Linked DNA regions of Mus musculus: region 2 is linked to region 1. A link is a contact called in public Hi-C data. All regions are on one chromosome and are shown on one strand. Each heading gives the region's core, a stretch centred on a gene start, on an enhancer-like site or on the middle of the called end of the contact. The rest is flanking DNA. Distances are from core to core; before and after follow the strand shown. Region 1 holds the start of Gemin8 (gem nuclear organelle associated protein 8). Region 2 has its middle 48 kb from the start of Gemin8.

What was found. A called contact is a pair of places that touch in the nucleus more often than the background predicts.
Region 2: a Hi-C map of cortical neurons shows a contact between it and region 1, with 3 times the contacts expected there. The contact joins the enhancer-like site here to the promoter of Gemin8 in region 1. A contact is called at or near these places in 2 of 39 promoter capture datasets (Sertoli cells and hippocampal neurons), 12 of 484 Hi-C or Micro-C datasets (B cells, Sertoli cells, T follicular helper cells and 8 more) and 5 of 115 datasets of contacts at active chromatin or transcription factors (CD8 T cells, Th17 cells, embryonic fibroblasts and 2 more).

The regions. Positions count from the first base shown.
Region 1 is chrX:166,167,681-166,173,260 of GRCm38.p6, forward strand. It overlaps Gemin8 (gem nuclear organelle associated protein 8), which reads left to right and starts at 2,774. Exons shown (of 4, transcript NM_146238.4): 1 at 2,774-2,870.
Region 2 is chrX:166,215,468-166,221,438 of GRCm38.p6, forward strand. No RefSeq gene overlaps it. Among named protein-coding and RNA genes, the nearest start is that of Gemin8, 48 kb to the left of the region's middle. Within about 2 kb of position 1,379, at least 6 of the 459 cell types and tissues checked have an H3K27ac peak or open chromatin away from gene starts, as enhancers often do. A contact at or near this core is called in cortical neurons, where this site is marked.

The sequences.
Region 1 (5,580 bases), core at 1,524-4,023:
ATTTATATCGCTCTCTGTGGACAGAATTAATTTCCACACTAAGGATTGGAAGACAATCATGGGTTGGCTTCTCACTTCTTAGGTGCTCACTATTAACCGTCACCTATGCTTTTTATGCAACTAAATTAAGATAAACAACCACTAAAACTCAGCCAAGAAGAGAGCCACCATAATCAGAGATGGAGGTGTGGATCTGCTAGCTTCTTGACTTCATCTTCAGCTAACTTATCATTGGGCCTCTTGGCTACCTAAAAGAGAAAATTTCAAAAGTGCTTTATCCTTATGATGGATGAGTCATGACATTCAAACCACCAGTGAGCAGTATTGTGGACAAGTCCTAAGACAATACATCTCGAGTGAAGGTGGCTTTGCCCCCAGGGGACATTTGCAATATGCCTGGACGTTTCCTTTGGTGTCACATTTGAGGGATGCTACTGGCACATAGTAGGTAGAGGACAGATATGCTTCCCAATATCTTATCTTAGCAGGGCAGCCCTCAGAACACAGAACAATTCAGCCTCAAATATGATTAATGTCTCGAAACTCTATCTGGGAGGAAGAGGCATGCAAAGAGGTTTCCCTTTTATCCTCCCACTGAGCTGGGGTAGGGGGGAAGGGGCTGGGGGAAGGTGCCATGATAAGTCAACTTGGACTAAGCTCTCAGAAACAGGAAGGCAAGATGGGTAAAGTTAAAAGACAGGTAGAGGGCAAGTTTCTCATCCCATGGAGTTGCCATATTCCTCTGGGCTTCCCACACTCACAACTGTGAGAACGAAACCCACTTCTCACCACTCTGAATGGCTTATCTGGATCTGCACAAGAGGAGCCAAAGCACTAGTAATATTCTAGCTAGCAATATAACATACACACAGACTCTGTGTATGTGCATGCAGACACTTGGTATTTCCAGAACTGCTCCATTTGAAATACATTTTCTATAAGCCCATCATGTTCTGCCTTTTCTGCAAGTATGTGACCGCTTTCTCATATCACTCTCTTTTCTTTCCTGCTCTTCTTCCCACAGGCTCCAAATGACTTGCCTGCTTCCCAGAAGATAGTCACAGTCCTACAAACACACACAGCCCTTTCTCGTTTCTTGCCTAAAGTTAACTGCCTGTGTGTGTGTGTGTGTGTGTGTGTGTGTGTGTGTGTGTGTGTTGTCCCTTTCTGCAATATATTCATCATATAAATTTACTACAATATGTCAGGTATGGTAATGAATATTCTCGCACCTGGGAAATAGGAGTTCTGCACGGGCTACATGAGACTCTTTCTAAACAAACAAATGAAAAACATAATTACACTTGCATTGACTGTCTATGATCTCTACCCAACCAATTGTCAATTTTGTGAAGTAAAAAAACTGTGTTTACCAGTGTATATTCACTAAGTAAAATATTACTCTCCTTTAGAATTATAATTTATGCCACATATATAATTTCATGTTCTATTGAACAGATTAATAAATATGTACATATTATTAAAATATGTACATAAATATTAAAATATGTACATGGAATTCATTTTACTCTTCATTTAAGGTAAATTCTCCTTCCCTAAGGCAAGGATTTTTTTTTTCCTCAAACAGCTTCATGCATCCCAGGTTGACCTCAGATTCACTGTGTAGCCACAACAACCTTGCTTCCATGCCCAGAATTCTAGGATTACAGATGCGCCAATATGCCCAGATGTGAGATGTTATAAAGGAATGATCCAGCGCATCATTCATGCTGGACAAACATTCTATCAATGAAGCTACACCACTGCCAGGTTAAGATTGCTTAAAATGTGAGTTAGTTAAGGCAGGCTTGTTGATACGCGTGCCTGTAATCCCAACAGTCAAGAGACCGGTGGATCTCTGGGAATTCAAACCAGCCAGGGCAAGATGATGACCTTCGACCCAGCTGAAAGTGAGACAGTGTCAACAACAACTAGACAGTTCACGTATTTTTTTTTCAATATTAACTCTTTAAAATGTACTGTGGAATTTAGTTAAGCACATCGAAAATTCTCACATTTAAGTACCTCAAAATCACGTGTGCCTTGAAGCTACAAGACACTGCAGATACTTAGCATATAGTAGACATCTGGTATATGTTTGCTAAATATTCTTTTATACTACTTTGATTCACCAATATTACAGGAATGATAAGGTAATAATGTCCCACTACTGACATTGCCTAATTATCTTAGCCTTTGGCATTTAAATTGTTTCCTATTTTCACTTTTTGGAATAACCATGCATCTGGTCCAAATCTGGTTTTCCTAGTAATAAATTCCTGCAAAATATGGCACATTTTGCCAAATAAGCCCACTTGGCCTTCTAGTAGTTCATCTTTGGTTACTAAGGACTCTTGTGCAACTCTAGAAGGGCATGTACTGCTGACGATTATAATGACAGAAACACTAGGTACAAATTAAGGTTCATAAATGTCAAGCTGACACAGATCTGAGTGAATCTGTATTTTCAAAACAATTTCTCACCTTCCATTTTAGTTAAGAAAGTGAAAAGAAAGTAAAAGCTAAAGAAGAAATAATAATAATAATAACCGAAAGCTGAGGGTGCAATTCAGTTCTGATCCCCTAGTGCCCAATAGCTAGCTGCCGGGACCGCCCAAACAAACGAATTCGCTTCCTGTGCCGCCCTTGACTCTGTGTAGCCACTGACACGACGTTACGTCACGGATAAGGCGGGACTTCCGTCTTTCAAGCCCCGTACCGGAAGCGAGCTCCTTGTTGCCCAGGCAACCCGAGCCTCCCGCTCTCCTTGTGTCACTCCCCCACTTCTCCCGCCCCTTCCTCCTCCCCACCACCAGAGCTAGGTCCGTTGTTGCCCACCGCCCGAGATCTGCCAGCTGCGTGCCCACGAGGTGACTTCGGGGGCTGATGGGTTGCTTTTGGGGAGTAAGGGAATAGCGTGGCGGACTCCTGAAGCTTGGAGTACTGGCTTGGCGCTCATGCTGTGGCTTTAATTACCATCACCCGGCAGCACGAGGAGGTTGCCTAGACCCGTGAGAGTCCCAACCCCTGACAGACTGTTAAAACTAGTTCTAATTTATGCTCTCAAGCCCTATGTGCTTCCTAATCCTTGGGTGCCTGCTGAGAATTCTGTTCCCAGGCCCCCACCTCAGACTATTCCAGTTCAGATCTTGAGAAGTGAGGCTCAAGCATGGGAAGGTTTGGGGTTTTTGTTTGTTTTGTTTTGTTTTAACTCACAGTGTAATTCAAACGTGCTGTGGATCACAATGTTGCAGGAAGTCTGTCAGGACACGTTTCTGCAGAGATGTCTAAGCTACTGGCTCATTTACAAAAACAAAACAACAAAAACCTGAGTTTCTCCCCCGCCCCCCTTGCAACTTTTGAGTTCTGTAGGTCAGAATTCTTAGTTGATGTTATCTTAAGAACATTTGACAGTTGCTGTGGGTAGCCAGAGTTCTGAACCATTTTCCCTTTTTTTTTCTGAAATGATTGTTACAAACTCGTTGCACAAATTAGGCTCTGGACTCCACTGTTGTTGGGGTTTTTATTTGCTTGGGGGGGGTTGTTTGTTGGTTTTTGTTTTGTTGTTGTTTTTTAACTAAAAGCCAGAACATTACTCAAAATCTTAAGACTAAAAGTTACAGACACAAAGCCTCTATGAATTGTGAGATTGTGATACTGTTTGAAAGTACAATTTATGCTAGCATGATTCGTCAAGATAACAGTGTCTTTGGGATGGCAGTGGAAAGAGAAACCATGTGTATATGCTTTGGGTAAATCTAACACGTGCAAGTTCACAGTAAAGTGTATGATCCCTTCTGTTGACTGCTGGGCTGGGGGGAAAAATCAACCCAAGTTGCAGAGAGGCAGGCGTTTCCATCGTGAAACTGTTTTACAGATGGCAGAGGCTTATTGGTGTTTCTTCAAGTCCAGCGTTTAAGGAGAAGTTAAGATAAGAAGGATGGCAGGAAATTAAACATAGCTAGAGGTTAGATAAGAGTTCTCAAGCACACTATAGAACTCTCAGAATTACTTCTTTATGTTGGGAAATCCACTCATAAAGCACTTGGACAATCAGATGCAGACTGTAACATTTAAGGCCAGATGAACTGGAAATATATTAATATATTTAGACATTTGGAACTTCTTACTGATTGTTGTTTTTAGTTACTGCCCCTTAATAATTTGGGGGAGCACGGGTAGGAGAGAATATTATCAGGATATAACAGACAATCTCAACAATTCCAGTAGCCCCCAAAGGCAGGAGATTATACCTGTTATTTTCTCTGGTGGAAGAAAAATGGGACCTCTAAAAGGAATAAAGTATAGCATCTATCCCTCCAAATAAGTGCCCGGAGCAAGTACAGTATGCAGAAAAGAATTTAGCATAGAATTATCAGAAATATGTTTATAGAAAGTAATTTAAAATAATTCACTGGAAAGATAAAAGTGGTCTTAACTACCCAAATTACTCAAGATTTTTGCTGCTGTGCCAGCAATTGAGTGTGTGCTGTGTTTGGCCCTGACTTTTTTATGGTCACACTCAGATATGCTGTATGAAACACATGCCTGAAATGAGACGAACACCATCTGTTTCTTCTTTTGAACCAGATTATCACTGTCGTCATCCTCTGTTGTCCTGGTTTTTTTCAGTTCTCCCCGTTACCTGTGGTGTTTCTGAGTCAGAGTATCTTGCTCTTTCTTGGGCTTCTAGTTGATTTCTGATCGACACTAGCCACATAAAGGATTCTGCAGGATTGCAAAGTAAACCATTCACAAATCTTTATCACCCTTGCTGATAAATTAAACAGTGCCTTTCCATGAGTGGTATGTGATTTGGGCAGGGGAGGTGGCAAGAATTGTTAACTATACCCTTTCAGTCTCCTCCCACCCCGCCCCATGCCTGCCTTGGAACAGCACTTAATGCAACACCCAGGCAAGCATAAACTGGAGCCTCGGCTTGAGAAAGTGAACGGGGTTAAATAATACTTACTTGTCTCCCTCCATCTTCAGCTCTGAAGGTGGCTGTTAGAGATGGAAACACAGTCGGCTGCTATATGCTTGTAAGCAGGCCCTGTGTCCAGCTGAAGATGGAGTTTGGGGAGCTGGCAAGGTAGCCCAGTGGGTAAAGGCACTTGTCACCAAACCTGACACATGCACACAATAAACCAATGTTCTTGTTTTAAAAGTGGAGCTTGGACTCGTTCTCTGGTGGAAGTAGGCCATTTGGACTCATGCCATCTTTGATGTCTACATGACTAAGTAGGGACCATACAAAGCCATAGGAAAAAAAAATCCATGAGAGTGTCAAGCCTGATACGTTCAACCAAGTACAACAGCCAGCTAGGGGTGGTGGCATGGGGACAGCAAGAGTAGGAGGGTAGGAAACAAGAGTGTCAGAAGTCCCTGTTTTTATCATTTTTCTCATTGAGTGAACTACTGGTATTTATACAATTGACAGGCATCTCTAATGGGCTGGCATTGCATGTTCAGGAAGATTTCTTACTATCACACGTGAACTTGTGTTACTCAAGGCACCTTCATTTACTTCGTTTTAGTCCTCAGCATACTGCTTTGTAGCAGGCAGTGTGTTCTCATGGT
Region 2 (5,971 bases), core at 129-2,628, 46 kb after region 1:
CTGTCACCCATCTTGTGTTGCCATCCCTCCTGGATTACCAGTAAAGCCAACCTTTGCGTCTCTGGTCCTAGCAAGCCATCTCTTCTAAACATTCTCTGACCCCAGAGACTCTTGTCAGCATCCATCACACCTCAATCCAACTCATTCCATGGGTGCTACAATATTCTTTTTCCTGGCAGACTAGCCATACTCTATCAGCCTGTTCTGATGTCTCCTCCCTTGGACCAATGCTGGATTCTATCACCAGCTTCAAATGTGGACTCTGAGTAAAGAAATGGATGACAGGTTTGGGAGTGTATCTTGGTTCATAGGGCATCAGAGTGCTTACCCAGGATATACAAACCCTGGGTTCCACCCCAGCACGGTAAAAAACAAGGGTAGTGGTGGTACTTGCCTATAAACCCAGCACTCAGGAAGTGGATGCAGAATAATCAGAAGTTCAATTTACCCTCAGCTACTTATCAATTTTAAGAACAGCCTGAACTATTTGAGACACAAGACTGTGTCATATGGTGTGTGTGTGTGTGTGTGTGGTGTACATTTTTCAAGTCTCAGGTCATAGTAGGAAACAAACAAATACCAAGTAAAAATGAAGCCATGCTGTGTATCACTTCCTGAAACAAACAGTTTTAAACCAGTCTAACTACATAAATACGTAATTATCTACTAACTGCTTTTATGCAAACTGATATCTAATATTCCCTCAGTAACTGCAAATATGAAGAATAGAATAACAACTTGAGGTTAGTGAGGGCCAACATTACATGCTAATTGTGGTGAGGTCTTGTATTTAAATAGAAAAGCTGAACATGTTTTAAAATGTGGCCTTCCTAAATTTGCTACTGGAAACCTAATTTGATGGTTCTCTGGCATCTGGTGATTCTAGATAGCAGCATACTCTCTAATAAATTCGATGCCTGTGAACCGCCCCCAGAGATTCCAGTATAATCGATCTGGGCAGGCTGTGTGTACATTTTAAATGTTCCCCAGGGGACTGTATATGCAGCCAGGACTGAGAACCAATGCTCTGAAGTGTCTGAGCTTGTGACGCCGGATCTTCTAATTAAACCACAATGGGCTTCCAGGACATGAACATAAAACATCTTACTCATGCTCTCTCCCTCTTGAATGCCCTCACTTTCTTGCATTCTTATTTACCCAATAAATCGCTCTGAGACTTTCTTCTCATACTGCTCTTCTTCTATGCAGTACAAACCCAATATCTGATGGTTCGAATTGCAATAAGCTGGCATCTTTAAAGCCCAGACCATGGCAATAGAGAAACTATGGCCTACAAAAAAAAGGATGAGGTAATGCAGATGGCCTTCTACTTGGGCTTGTGTTACGTGGGTGGCTTTATGGAAGAGAGGGCACGGGAGAAGCCTGGAGAAAACATTGGCATATGGGGCTTTGACAAACCTTCGTGAAACTTCACACTTGGAATAAGGCATAGCCAGGGCGGGATTCCATCTGACGCCCCCGCAGTAGATGCCATGTGGCCAGGAAGAGGAGAAGATTCTAAACCAGGCACTTCCCCTTTTTTTCTTCTAAGTCTCGGGCTCCTTCGGAACTATGATGCTTGGGGTAGAAGATATATTACATTGTATCACAGAATCTGTAACACCAAAGGCCCTTTACTGCAAAGAACCTCAGCCTGCATGAAATGGTGCTGAGACTGAAGGAGAGTTCTCAGAAGGCTGGGTTCATCTTTCCATGGACCTCATCCCATCCTCTTTCAGAAAGATGGTTGCTGAGCAGAAATCTAGGCTACATAGAAAAATTCTCTAGAGGGCCTCAACACTTCAGTAAACCACAGGAGGCTGTGATTTACCTTTTGCCAACTTCAGAAATGGCTAACCTCAAGACTCACAGGCCTTGAGATTTTGGCTATTGTCCTTCTTATCAGTATGAGTTGTGAACCACAAAAACATAAGAGACAAAATTGTAGTGACATGGGTACATCTCTTCTACCATGTTGCTCCAAAGAGGGAGAGTGCCTTTCATGACCAAGAGGTCATAAAAGACTTTGGGCTGCAGGCTCCCTGGCAGCCACCTAGCTGGGCTCTTTTCCAAGGTCCCTAAACTAATCGTCTCCTTGGCAACCAGCATCAATGAAGGATTCTGATGGGCATAACTGCTAGAGGGCCTGAACCAGACCAATTTCTCAGAGAATTGTGTTCTCACAGGAGTAGATTCAACTGGTACTCTGCTTGAATTTGATCGTTCCAGGCAGGGTTTCAACTCTCATGAAGATGAAAGAAGTGAAAATCCAGGCAGACAGGGACACTTTTCACAAAACAGCAAAATTGTAATGTGTCTTTTATCTCAGTGCCCTTGTTCCATTTCCTCCCATTACTATGTTTTCATTGTCGTTGCTGTATCATGTAACCAAGTTTTATGGTAAAAGAGAGTGCCGGCCTACCCCATGGCTCTGTCAGTGGGTAAAGGTACCTGCTGCCCATCTTGACCACCTGACTTTGAGCCCAGACCCCTGCAAGTTGTTTTCTGACCTCCAAACCCTCACAGTGGCCACCAGACACCACCCTCCCACAACACAAGAGAAGTAAATGTCATTTAAATAATGTTGAGTGTTATCTTTAATGCCCATATAAATGGAGGAACTAGTCCTAAGATATCTGCTAGAAGGATCTGGAAGTAAGTTCATGGAAACTGCCCAAGGGCAGATGTTTGCCTTCCTGTCCTACTCAACATCAGCTGATTCTCACAGATACATTTAATGAAAATCTAACGGACTAGATACATTTCTTACTAATGCTGGAACATGCCATTCTGCCTATAGATAACAAGTCTTTTCATTCTAATTCTGGGACAACCTGATTCAAACTGGCTGATGGGAGGAGAGGACACCAGAGCCCCAGGAGAGGCTTCTGGACACTCATACTCACTTCTGAGTTTGACATGTCCCCAGCTTGCTAGCTCCTGATTCTTGTCATATCATCAGAGTTTGGATTTAATCATCCACCAGAAATAAAGCAAGCCATTCTCCAGGGCAGGAGGCTGTGGGGATTTAGCAGCGCTGCCATGAGCTTTTAAAAACCTGTGAGACTGAGCAGTTCGAAGTTTTCTTTCTGTCTGAGTCTGAATTGAATTCTAGGTGTATGGCCTATTGAATCCTACATGAAACCGATTGGTAGACATTGCTAAGTGCAGTAACAATTCCTCCTTAGGACACACGCTTTCCTATACATAAAAATCCCACCCACCTCTCTGGCAGGAAGGCAAGACCCTCAGGATCTACCTTTGATCCTTCCTCAGTTGTACTACTTTCAACACTTCTCTCAACTAGCTTGCCTCCCCCCTTCCTATCTCCTTCCCCTCCTCCTTATGCCTCCCTCTCTCTTTCATTTAAAGTAAACCAGTTCCTTCATGCTCATGCTAAATCTAAATTTTTGTCTGCATCTATTTATTTTACCCCCGAGACAGGGACTCATGTATCCAGCCTTGCTATGGAGCTAGGAATGACCTTGAGCTACCCCTCCTAAGTGCTGAAATCATGTGTGTGCATCACCACACCCTATTTATGTAGTGCTGGGGCTGGAACCAGGGCTCATAAGCATGCTAGGCAAGCCTCTACCAACTGAGCTACACTCCTAGCTCATGTACAAGCTATTTCAAAACCTTCCCAACATCTAAAATGCAGGCTGAATCCAAATGTCCAAAAGTCATTCCACCAAGTATTTTTAAATGAAATAAATAAAGGACTCAGGTATAGCTCAATGGGAATATGAGTTTAGAAGTCACAAAGCCTAGTTTGAGCTGCAGTGCCCTAGCTCCCCCTGCTCCCACCCAAGAATATGAAGAAATGATACACACACACACACACACACACACACACACACACACACACACACATACAAATTCAGGACAGCTTTGTTTTAGCCCCACGATCACCATCTTTTCCTCTTCTTTTAGTGGGAAGGATAGAAATCTTGAAAAGGAAAAATGGGCAGAAATAGAAAGCAGAGACACAGGAAGGAAAAAAGAGAAGAGGAAGAGCCAAATAGCATACTGACAGACGCTGCAGCCCCCAAGCCTGCTGTTCTCTAATTCTGCCAGTAGCCCCGAGAGCCTTGACAAAACACAGCCCAATGAGATCCTGAGAACCCACCGGGTAGCAGCTCCCATTCCCAGAGATCCCAACCCAACTCACTCCAGCCAACATTTCCTGAAGCTCTTTCTCATCGAAAATAAGTGGCAACCTTGGACCTTGCAGGGAGATAGGGGAGACAAATTGTTTCTAAAGAAACAATTTCAGGAAGTGGAGAATGTAGTCCAAGACTGAATGATAGAGGCAAGAGACCTTGGAGAACAAAAAGCCCTGTGTGGGCTGAGGGAGCTGTGGGTGAGGTGCAGAGGAGAGGGTGGGACCTGATGAGCTTGAGGCCTGGGTGGTAGGGATGTGTACAGTGAGCACTTCTAATTCCACCTATTCTTCATGGAGTGGCTGTATTATATATGCATGCAGATGCACACATGTGGAGCTCGGAGGACAACTTTTGGGAAAGGGTCCACTGTAGGTTGCTGGCATCCAAATCAAATCATCAGGCTTACAAGGCAAGCACTTTGAGTTGCTGAGACAGCTCATCATCCCTGTGTGCTTCCATTCTTTCTCCCAACATGGCTCCAGGAAACATGTCACATTTAGAGGACAGTCCCCCAGTCTCCCCCCACTCCCTTTTTTTCCCCCCGAAACTCAGCTATCATTTTTGTTTGTTTGAGATAGGGCCTCACACTGTAGCCCAGGCTGGCCTGTCCTGCTGCCACTAGTGCTGGGATTACAGGCATACATCACCATGCCTGCTTCAGCTATCATATTAAATAAACATACACATATACATATATGTATATATGTATATATATTAGATAAAGATATAGCTATAGATTGTTATTGAAAGACTCTGCAGTGTTTTTTAAAGGGATGTTTGTTCAACATTTGAAGAACATTCTATTTCCTGTTAATATTTTAATGTTGGGTTCGTTTCCTGAAAATGGTTTATTCTTTCTCTTTTTTTTTTCCACTAAAACCTCAATCAGTTGGCAGACTCAGTCTCTCACTGGGGGTTTTACATTGTTAGTTTCAAGATGATCCACTCATGTGAATGATTTACTGCTCCTTTTTTTCTATTCTTCCATCTCTGGCTTTCTATGTTTAGGTTGGGAGGCCAGGGGGCTCAGAAGAGAGAAGATGAATGCTCTAATGTGGTGGAGTTCAGTTTCACTCGGTGGAATGATCAAATTCTCTGAGGCAGGCCGACAAATGGTCTGGCTTCTACACTGGCGGCCAATTTTTAAAAGATGTTCAAGAGAGCCCAGCAGAGTGGCTCACTCTTCCAGTGCTTCTCCTGCTTTCACCTTTGCAGATTTGAAGGTAGCCTGGGATACACTGCAAGACGTCACCTTAAAAACAAACCAACAAAAAAGATTAAGGTCTAGATTTTGTACACACACCATAAAAGTATAGCTTGAGGAAAGATTAAAAAGCAAAACTCTGTCCAGTGGTGGTGGCGCACGCCTTTAATCCCAGCACTTGGGGGCAGGGGCAGGCGGATCTCTGAGTTTCAGGACAGCCTGGTCTACAGAGAGAGTTCCAGAACAGCCAAGGCTACATACACAGAGACACCCTGTCTTGAAATACATTTTTTTTTATAAAAAGGCACAACCCAGGAGAATTGGTGTTTGTAGCTCCATTGTCACAATGCTTGCATGAAGCCCTGGGGTCTGATCACTCATGTCACATAAAACTGGTTAAAAGCAAGAGGGCCAGATTTCAAGGATATACACAGAGAAATTGAGTCTAGTCTGAGCTACATGACACATTATCTCTAAAACAACAAGAAACCTATGTAGAAGTGTTTATAGCAGCATTAGTCATAGTAGCCCCAACCTGGAAGCAACTCAAATATCCAAGCCAGATGAATAAATGGGTGAATAAAATATGATCTATCTGTAC